Regions from separate parts of the Triticum aestivum genome. Here region 1 is linked to region 2. Evidence: chromatin contacts called from public HiCAR-type data. All regions are on one chromosome and are shown on one strand. The core of a region is the stretch at or near the end of the contact, and the rest is flanking DNA. Distances in the headings are between cores, read along the strand shown.

Region 1 (4,677 bases), core at 763-3,262, 220 kb after region 2:
AGATTTGCCAAGGTAAGCTTCAGCTGTCTCCTTCATCTTGGTCAGCACAAACCCACCAATCTGGCTCGGCGAGTACTGCTTGCCATCTGTGGTTTCAACCCAAGCGTCTCCATTGGGAGCCTTCACAATCTTATATGGTACCATGTTCATCTCCTTCTGTGTTTGTGGGTCATCAAAGCGACGCCCAATCATACGCTTTGTGCCAAAGAAGGTGTTCTGTGGGTTGGTCACTGCTTGCCGCTTGGCTGGAATTCCCACGAGTAGCTCTCCTTTCGGAGAAAAAGCAACAACTGACGGTGTAGTCCTGGCGCCTTCTGAATTCTCAATCACCTTTGCATTCTGCATTTAGAGAGAGGTTTTAATTGCTCAGACCATTTAAAACAGGAGGAAACTAGCAGAGAACAAAACATGTACTCCCTCCGTTCGGAATTACTTGTCATAAAAATGGATGTATCTACAACTATAATACATCTAGGTACATTCATTTCTTGGACGAGTAATTCCGAACGGAGGGAGTATGTGCAGAGAGAGTATAGTATGCTGGGGCCACACGACACACCTTTCCCTCCATAACCGCGACACATGAGTTGGTCGTTCCCAAATCAATTCCAATAACCTCATTTCCAATTGGCTTTGCACTGAGGAACAAAAGCACAGAGACGAGTTAGTTAGATATGCACGCTGCAACGATCTTCGCCAAGTTTTATACTGTATAAACCAAAACAAGAAGGTTGTTACCTGAAAGCTCTTGCAAAAGTACCCCATCTGGAGCACACATTTGCAGCAGCATATGTTGATTGGACGTTGGCGGTCAGCTGAAATGTAAACAATCAATAATCAGGAAGCCACATCATTGACAATATGAAGCCCTAAAACAGTTTGGTGTCTTGGTGGGCAGATCTATCCTGTGCACAAACAACCAAAGGGAACACTTCCCAACCGGAAGAAAGATGCATATTAGTGAAAATACGATACTCTAACCCCTGATTAACCCGCTCATTTGCATGAAAAATTGTTCCAAGTCAATGATGGTTTGCTAATAAGGAACATGGCACATGATAATAGTACGCACAATCATTCCTAGAAGTCCACACTTGCATGTACAGAACAAATTCAGTCACCTCTACAGCAATACATACAGAAACATAGTAATCCTGGACGCTTACGGACATGCTTTTTTCAGGGAGGCAACAAGGCATGCTAGCACATGGCATTTTATATGATGGCAGTAGATATGAAAGAAACAGCAGTCCATAACTGCTTGCATCATCATGTGTAGAACAAAACACAGACTCACCTCTACAGCACTAGTAGAGAGCAGGGCCGTAATAATTCTACTGTAGGAGACAATGTAAGCACAGCATTGACAGATTGATCAATTAAGCCCTAAAACATTCTATTCTATTAGGAGACAATGTAAACACAGAATCACAGCATTTTATCACGAAAAGGGGGACATTTTCAATCAAACTGAAGAAAGATGCACATCATTCATTCATTCAGTAAGCAGTACTACATATAAAATATACAGGAGCAACAAAATGAGTCACCTCTACCTACCTACCTACCTAGGCGCAGTAGTATGTATGTATACACAGCAGAGCCATGATTCTACTAGGAGACAGACTAATACACTATATTTTTTTCAGAGGGGTAAAAAGGCATGAATGCTACTAGGCGAAATGGAAACCTAAGCAGTTTGCAAAATCCGACAGAGAAGCCTCCTCGATTCGATTCGACCAAATCGCCGCAGGAAAGGAAAGGAGCTTACGGTGGCGAGCGGCGAGGCGAGGTCTCGGCGGCGCGCGGCGCGGAGGAGCAGCATCTCTCTCTCTCTCTCTCTCTCTCTCTCTCTAGGGTTTTGGGGATTTGGGGTTTGGGAACTCTCTCTCTCTCTCTCTGCTTTTGTGCGCACCGCAGGGAATGCTCTGGAACTCTCTCTCTCTCTCTCTCTCTCTCTAGAGTCGAGTCGAGTCGACAGTTTCGTCTAGAGAGGGCGGGAGCGTTGCCGCTCTAGAGAGAGAGAGAGAGAGAGAGAGAGAGAGAGAGGGTGGAAGGCTCTGGAACACGCCAGAGAGTGGGCCGAGGCCTGTCTCCTCTCGTCAACTCGCTTTTTTCTCCGTTATATACTTAGGCTTGGGCCGCCCAAACCGTTTAGGACTCTCGCCATTTCTGCCTCTTTCTTTAATCCTTTCCAATTCTCACATTCATCAATAAATCAAGACTCAAACACAAATCAAACACCAAAAGTTGTGATGCTCGCATGCAAATTCCCTATTCGATTCGATGCATCAACAGTCTAGCAGGTCCGATCTAAATCTCAAACAAAGGAGGGGAAGGTGGAAAATGTTTCAATTCCATTAAAAAATGTTCAATTAGTTTTTCCACTTACTCCCTCCGTTTTTATTCACTTACTCTGCATACTAGAATTGATTCAACTCAAACTTCATAATGTTTGACCAAGTTTATCATAGAAAACAAAATCTTTTTGCTTTTTCATGCCCAAAAAATCCATCAAAACATATTAACATGAAACTAATTTCGAATATCTCGATGTGACAAATCCAACAAGAAAATGATTCGTGATTATGTGACACATGGTTCAAGAGATAACACATTTCAAAAAGAAAAAAAAATCTACTAAAAAGAAAAACTCCTAGGTTCCTTCGAGTCGCCCATATGCAGTGCAGCACTTGAAGGTGGGAGTGACTTTAGAAAGGGTTACCCCTTAATTCATAATTTCAGTCAAATTGACGCCAAAAATGCAAAGGAGAGGGCAGCAGAAGAGTTAATTCGGCCGCCCCATTTTAGGTAGCAAAACATACCAGACATTTCGGTTTTCTTTTCTCTGTTGTTCTTTGAATTTCCTTTTTGTTGTTTATTTTTCTTTACCTTTTTTCAAAAAATCGCAATTTATCTAAAAATGGTCACAAATTTGAAAAGTATTTGCGCTTTTGAAATATAATGTTCTGTTTTCCTAAAATGTCCACAGTTTTGAAAATTTCTTCGCGTTTTAATAAAAAATGTTCTTAATTTCGAAAAAATCATCTTTTCCAAATAATGTTCATAGTTTCGAAAATGATCAACATTTCAAATTTTGTTCACAATTTTAAAAATGTTTCAATTCCAAAAATGTTCATTTTTAGAAAAAATGAATAAAAAATTGTCACATTTTTAAACATTTGTTCGCTTTTCCGACCATGTTCCAAATTCTTGCCAAAAAGTGTTCTCATATTTTCTAAAGTGTTTGCAACAGTGCCTTATTCCAGCGTTGCAGTTGCTCGGTCCATCTCTGCAGTACTCTGCCAAGCGCTACTATGCATTTCCCACTTGCTTCCTTGTGATACTAATGGGCCAGTCCACCCGGGGCCCCCTGTGCGAAAGGGCGACTACTTGTCGCGTGAGCGGCATATAGGAGCTCCCACATTCTTGTGTACACATTTTTTTCTTGTATTTTTACCACCCTTCCAATTTTAGGGCCAGGTCCTATTCCTCGCATGGGTCGGGGAATAGCAATCAAACACAGCCTCCCCCTAACAAAACGCCTAGTATATGGTCTAGCCTATTCGTGTTTCCTCCAAATTACCAGTTTTGAGAAGGTTCTAAGACCTTCCCTCAAATGGTTTTTTGCTTTCTCTGCCTTTTCTTTCGATTTTATTTTTTGTTACTTTTCTTTTTCATTTCGTGGACATTTTAGAAATAATAGGACCACTTCCTAAATTTTGGGAACATTTATTAAATTGTTGAACTTTTTTCGAAATCCAAGAACATTTTATGAAATCAAGAAACATTTTTCTTATTAATAAACCTCTTCGGAATACAAACCAGTGTTTAAATTTATGAACATTTTATAAAAAAACTTTGATTAAAATTTAAACACATGGTTCAAGAGATAATGTTTTGACAAAACAATTGTTCCGAATTTCAAAAAATATTCGTGTTTTCCAAAGAATGATCATAGTTTTAAAAAATTATCAAAATTTCAATAAAAATTGTATTATGAAAACAGTTCATTTTTAAAAAAATGATCAAAAATAAAAATTGTTCACTTTTAAAAAAAAATTGTTCGCTTTTCCAGAAATGTTCCAATTTTTTTCAAAAGAAATTCTCATATTTTCTAAATGTTTGCTACAATACCTTGTTCCAACGTTACAATTGCTCTCAGTACTCAGTCCAACGATAATGTTTATTTCCCACTTGCTTCCCTGTTGTACTAATGGGTAATTTCATTTTATTTTTATGCAAAGAAAATCATCAAAACCTATTAACTTGAAACTAGTTTCGAATATCTTTATGTGACCAATTCAACATGAAAATGATTCATAATTTGAACACGGTTCAAAAGATAAAACATTTTGAAAAAATGAATCTACAAAAGAAAAAAACCTCCCAGGTTTGCAACAAGTGGCGCACATGCAGTGTGACACTTGTCCACACCAGAGAAGGTGCACGTGACTTTTGAAAGGGGTACCTATTAATTCATGATGCCGGTAAAACTGACTCCAAAAACGCATAGGAGGGGGTAGTGGACGAGTTAATCGGACCGGCCCATTTTTAGGTAGCAAACACATACAAGACATTTCGGTGTTCTTATACCAAATTTTTCGGTTTTCTTTTCTCGGTTGTTCTTTTGATTCCCTTTTTGTTATTTCTTTTTCTTTCTTGTTTTCCAAAAAA
Region 2 (4,337 bases), core at 292-2,791:
AAATCATAGCATTTCTGGTGAGAGCAAGGCATCCCACGCTAGAAGGCTCTCTTTGTCTTTTGGTCCCACCACACTCATCTCTCTCTGTCATTACAAACACACACATTGAGGGAGAGGGAGAGGCAGGGACCAAGCCAGCGATGTCGTGCTCGCATAGTCAAGAGGCAAAGTAATATACGTTTTTGTGAAAATCAAGAGATGGCACTCAAATATTTAGCCACGTCGTTTCCTGTGGCTGTCAAAGTTTGGAGGGATCAGTATCTAAAACAAGGGCGCGGGACGATACTTGCTTCTTTGGCGATGACAAGGCCCCATCCGTCGTACACCACCTGTGCGTGCCCCACACTCATAGTTTTTTGTCTGTGTCCCCGATGGATCATTTACGGTAAATTTCCTGTACTCGTACCTAGTAAAGAGCTTCATCGTCAGCAAACGAGTGTTACCCCATGTACTTTGTTGTCCGTGCATGGGATTCTCAGCTGTTGTTGACGGCAACGAAAAAAATAGCGCGCTACAAAATATAGCGAGGCCCTTCTCCAAATGCTACACAAGTTATAGCGTGCTATATTTCAAAATAGCATTTGCAAAAAAATTCAAATATATCTAGAAATAAAGTATTTAAGCAACTAAATTTTTGCTAGGAGCAAGCAATATATGCATAAGGGCCAAATCTAGGACATAAAAATTGTAAGTCTCAAATAGTTTCAAGATAAAAAGAGTGAGAAAGGTAGTGGTCGTGGGTTGGTTTTGGCCTGCTGGGCCTGCTGGGCTGTGGTTGTTTAAATTTTGCATGGTCTGCACGTTAAAACGTGTAACGCTACAACGTTATAGTCGTGTGTAGCGCGCTAATTACGCAATTAGCGTCGTAGCGGCCGATTTTGCCATAACGTAACGTCTCCCTTCCGAATATGCTATAACCGCGCTATAACGGCGAAATAGCGTGCTATTTTTTTCGTTGTTGACGGCAAGGCATTCCGTTTCTGTCGAGAGCAAATCAAACCATTTCGGGTGAGAGCAAAGGCGCTAGTCGACGGCCGTGATGCGGAGAGGTCCCCGGCGCTAGAAGGCTCCCTTTGTCCTTTGCTCCCACCACCCACTCATTTCTATGACTCACCATACCAGCACTTATCATCGATGCAAATGTCTTGCTCATACCGACAAATCCGTAGTTTTCATCTTTGATTTCCCTTGCTAGCTTCTACGGCCGAGCGCAATTATATTTGGGCACGTTTGGCTGCTCATGCATGCTCCATGCTGTGCTGAAATCAGTGGTAGTATAATCTAACAATCACATGCATGATGGAAGACCTTTGCATTGTGTCTGCGCGCAATCACATGTGTTGCTATATACGCGCTTAGAGACAAATTAAGGGGAAAAGTTTACAATGCAAACAAGAGGTGCTAGCTGGGGCTAATATGGACCACCCGCGGTGGCTACGGTTTTCTCACTGCCGCGGCTTACTAAAAATGGTGTTTCTGTGTTTTTGATAAAATGCCTTAAATGGAGAGTATGTTGCTAGCTAGTTGTTGGTGTAACCAGGAGTGCTCTGCTGTCCGTGTCTCTGTCATTGCCCCGCTGCTCCGACCTCCCAGATTCTATATAGCCTGCCTTGGATTCTTGGCCTGCTTTAGTATATAGCAGATCCATATCTTCCTCTCTAACGGGAGCAGAAACGTACGGCTGCTAGCTCTTCTTGGTTTGCAGTTTGCACTTTGCACACAGCTCAAGTAAGTACGGTCTAACCAGATTCGTTTGCTCGATCATCTAGCCTTCACCTTGTGAGTAACTCCGCATGCAATCCGATGCATATGTAGGAAACAGCTAGCTAGTGTGATAATCAATGGCGTTATCAGCTGCTCCTGCCGGCCAGGCACCGCCGCTGGGTAAGCAGCTCAGCTACCAGCTCGCCGCTGCTGTGAGGAGCATCAACTGGACTTACACCATTTTCTGGTCCATGTCCACCAGCCAGCGCCCACCTGGGTAATTAACCAATTATACATCCGTACGGAGTACATTCATGTATATATAGCTGGTGACAAGTTGGTATTTTCTTGAAGCAAAATTCGAAAAGTTTATACATTTCATATCCAGAACCTATCGGTTTGATTTTGTAGAGTTCTGACGTGGAAGGACGGCTTCTACAACGGCGAGGTAAAGACGAGGAAGATCATAAGCTCGACTACCACGGAGGTTACCGCAAACGACCTCATCCTGCAGAGGAGCGAGCAGCTAAGGGAGCTCTACGAGTCTCTCCTGTCCGGCAAGGCGGACCACCGGGCGAGGCGTCCTGCCGCCTCGCTGTCCCCGGAGGATCTCGGGGAAGCCGAGTGGTACTACACGCTGAGCATGACTTACTCATTCCGGCCTGGTCAAGGGTACGTATGCAACTACTATACACATTCACACACGATGAACCGTAAAATCAGAAAAGATAGCAAACATAATCTAAACCTTTTGAAATTTTGTGGCTTCAATTATGACCAAAATTTTAGGTGCTTGCAAAATTTGGTAGCCAAATAAAATCAAATGAGCTTGTGGCAAACAAAACGAAAATTCTGCTCAAATAGTGCACACAAGTTTGAGCACAAATTTATTTAGTTATTGAAAGGAGCTCCTCGGATGTCATTTGGTGACCAAATTTTACAAGGAACGTAAAACATTTTATCATAATCAAGGCCACGAAGTTTCAGACTTTTTAGATTTTGTTTGCTATTTGCTTTTTATATTTACTGTTCATCATGCGTGCAATGCACCCGGGTGTAGAAAAACCTACGCCCAAGCTAGTTTAACTCTATTTTCCGATAAAGGGTGATATATTTAGCTAGCGTATATGGTTTGATGTATTGGAGATTCCTGCATTCATTTTTATAGTTATATAGTAAAACACTACGGTACACTCTTCAGTCTAAAAGAGAAACATGACAACACTACATGAAAACACGGTGATAGGATTCTTCTTCTTACACGGTGTAAAACTTCGACGAACCTAAAGCAAGAAGAAAAACCGGCAAAACATTACATAATACAGTAAAACAAGTCAAGCTAGTCTGTTGTACTTACTTTGACTGTAGAGTCAAAGCGTTCTTACTGAAGTCTTTGCTCTTGAGGTGTAAGTTAATATGGTGCCACATTTTATTAGTTGCCTTTTATTTTGGAATAAAGTTTACGTACTTGTTCAATCGGGAAGCAGCTGGTTAAATCATGGAATTATGATCCAAACAAACTAGTATCATAAGAGTTTTTGTAGGAACTTTGTGTAGGAATAGGATTTCAATTTATTCTGCTTTCAAGTCAGGTTTTGAGCCATTAGTTTGAAATCCGATGACTCTGGTTCAGCTTTCCTCCCCCCTCCCAACCAAAACCAGTTGAAGGTCTACCTCTCTTCCGGTGGCAACGCCACTTCGTAGTGCCCGCCTCCGACAAGGTCCTGGCAAGCCCTCGTTGGCGAGCTCGGGCACTGTCTAATGAATAGCACCTGCGAATTAATATACTCCTACTTACCTAGTTACTTTCAGGTTGCCAGGCAAGAGCTTTGTGAGCAATGAACATGTTTGGTTGTACAATGCTCAATACGCAGACACTAAAACTTTCCAGCGCGCTCTCTTAGCAAAGGTATCTTATACATATTTATCTCAAACTATGTATACATCTTTCAGTCGTTAACTAACATCATGATGCTTGCCCACACTACCGGACGGTTAAATCAGACTGCGCCTATTCTGGTCAGCACATTACTTCTTTATTACTTCATGCATGCTTCGAGATCTCCTTATATGCATCTATCACGTGTTTACCCTCTAGATCTCTGATCTCAACCTGGATCACATTTTTCAGACAGTCGTTTGCATCCCCTTCATGGGTGGTGTGCTGGAGCTTGGAACGTCGGATTTGGTGAGGGCATATGATTTTCGCTATAAGTTTTATGTGCGAAGGATTTTCACTAATTTTTGAGTATCTCTCAATATATTATTTCCTTTTGTTTTGTACTTCTGTTAATGGGTGCACGCAAACTTTTAAATTGTGACGGCTTCAATTACCGGCACTCCCTCCGTCACAAATTATCGTGTATACAACTTTTTTAGAAGCATATGTTTTATGGTTTAATCAAGTTTATAGAGAAAAACATTAACATTAGTAATATCAAATAATATTATATAAAAATATGTTTTACAATATTATATATAATGGCACAGTCTAAGCATGGACGATTCCATCAATGGGGGTGGCGGTGTGAGACTAGAATATGACGGCACGCCAGGCAACAACGGGGGTTATGCTTACCTTTATAGGAGCGATAGGGTCATCACAGGTGGGTGAATCAGTTCACCCGTCAACG

Evidence for each region. HiCAR-type assays count read pairs that join an accessible place to other places.
Region 1: a HiCAR-type map of leaf shows a contact between it and region 2, with 8 times the contacts expected there. The contact joins the promoter of LOC123099262 here to the promoter of LOC123099260 in region 2. A contact is called at or near these places in 1 of 5 Hi-C or Micro-C datasets (leaf) and 1 of 1 datasets of contacts at active chromatin or transcription factors (leaf).

What each region holds. Positions count from the first base shown.
Region 1 is chr4D:517,013,199-517,017,875 of IWGSC CS RefSeq v2.1, forward strand. It overlaps LOC123099262 (heat shock 70 kDa protein, mitochondrial), which reads right to left and starts at 2,013. Exons shown (of 6, transcript XM_044521438.1): 1 at 1,772-2,013; 2 at 739-815; 3 at 560-638; 4 at 1-339. The coding sequence starts at 1,825.
Region 2 is chr4D:516,797,417-516,801,753 of IWGSC CS RefSeq v2.1, forward strand. LOC123099260 (anthocyanin regulatory R-S protein) reads left to right here and starts at 1,542. Exons shown (of 9, transcript XM_044521436.1): 1 at 1,542-1,728; 2 at 1,816-1,981; 3 at 2,116-2,376; 4 at 3,517-3,613; 5 at 3,709-3,723; 6 at 3,836-3,892. The coding sequence starts at 1,842.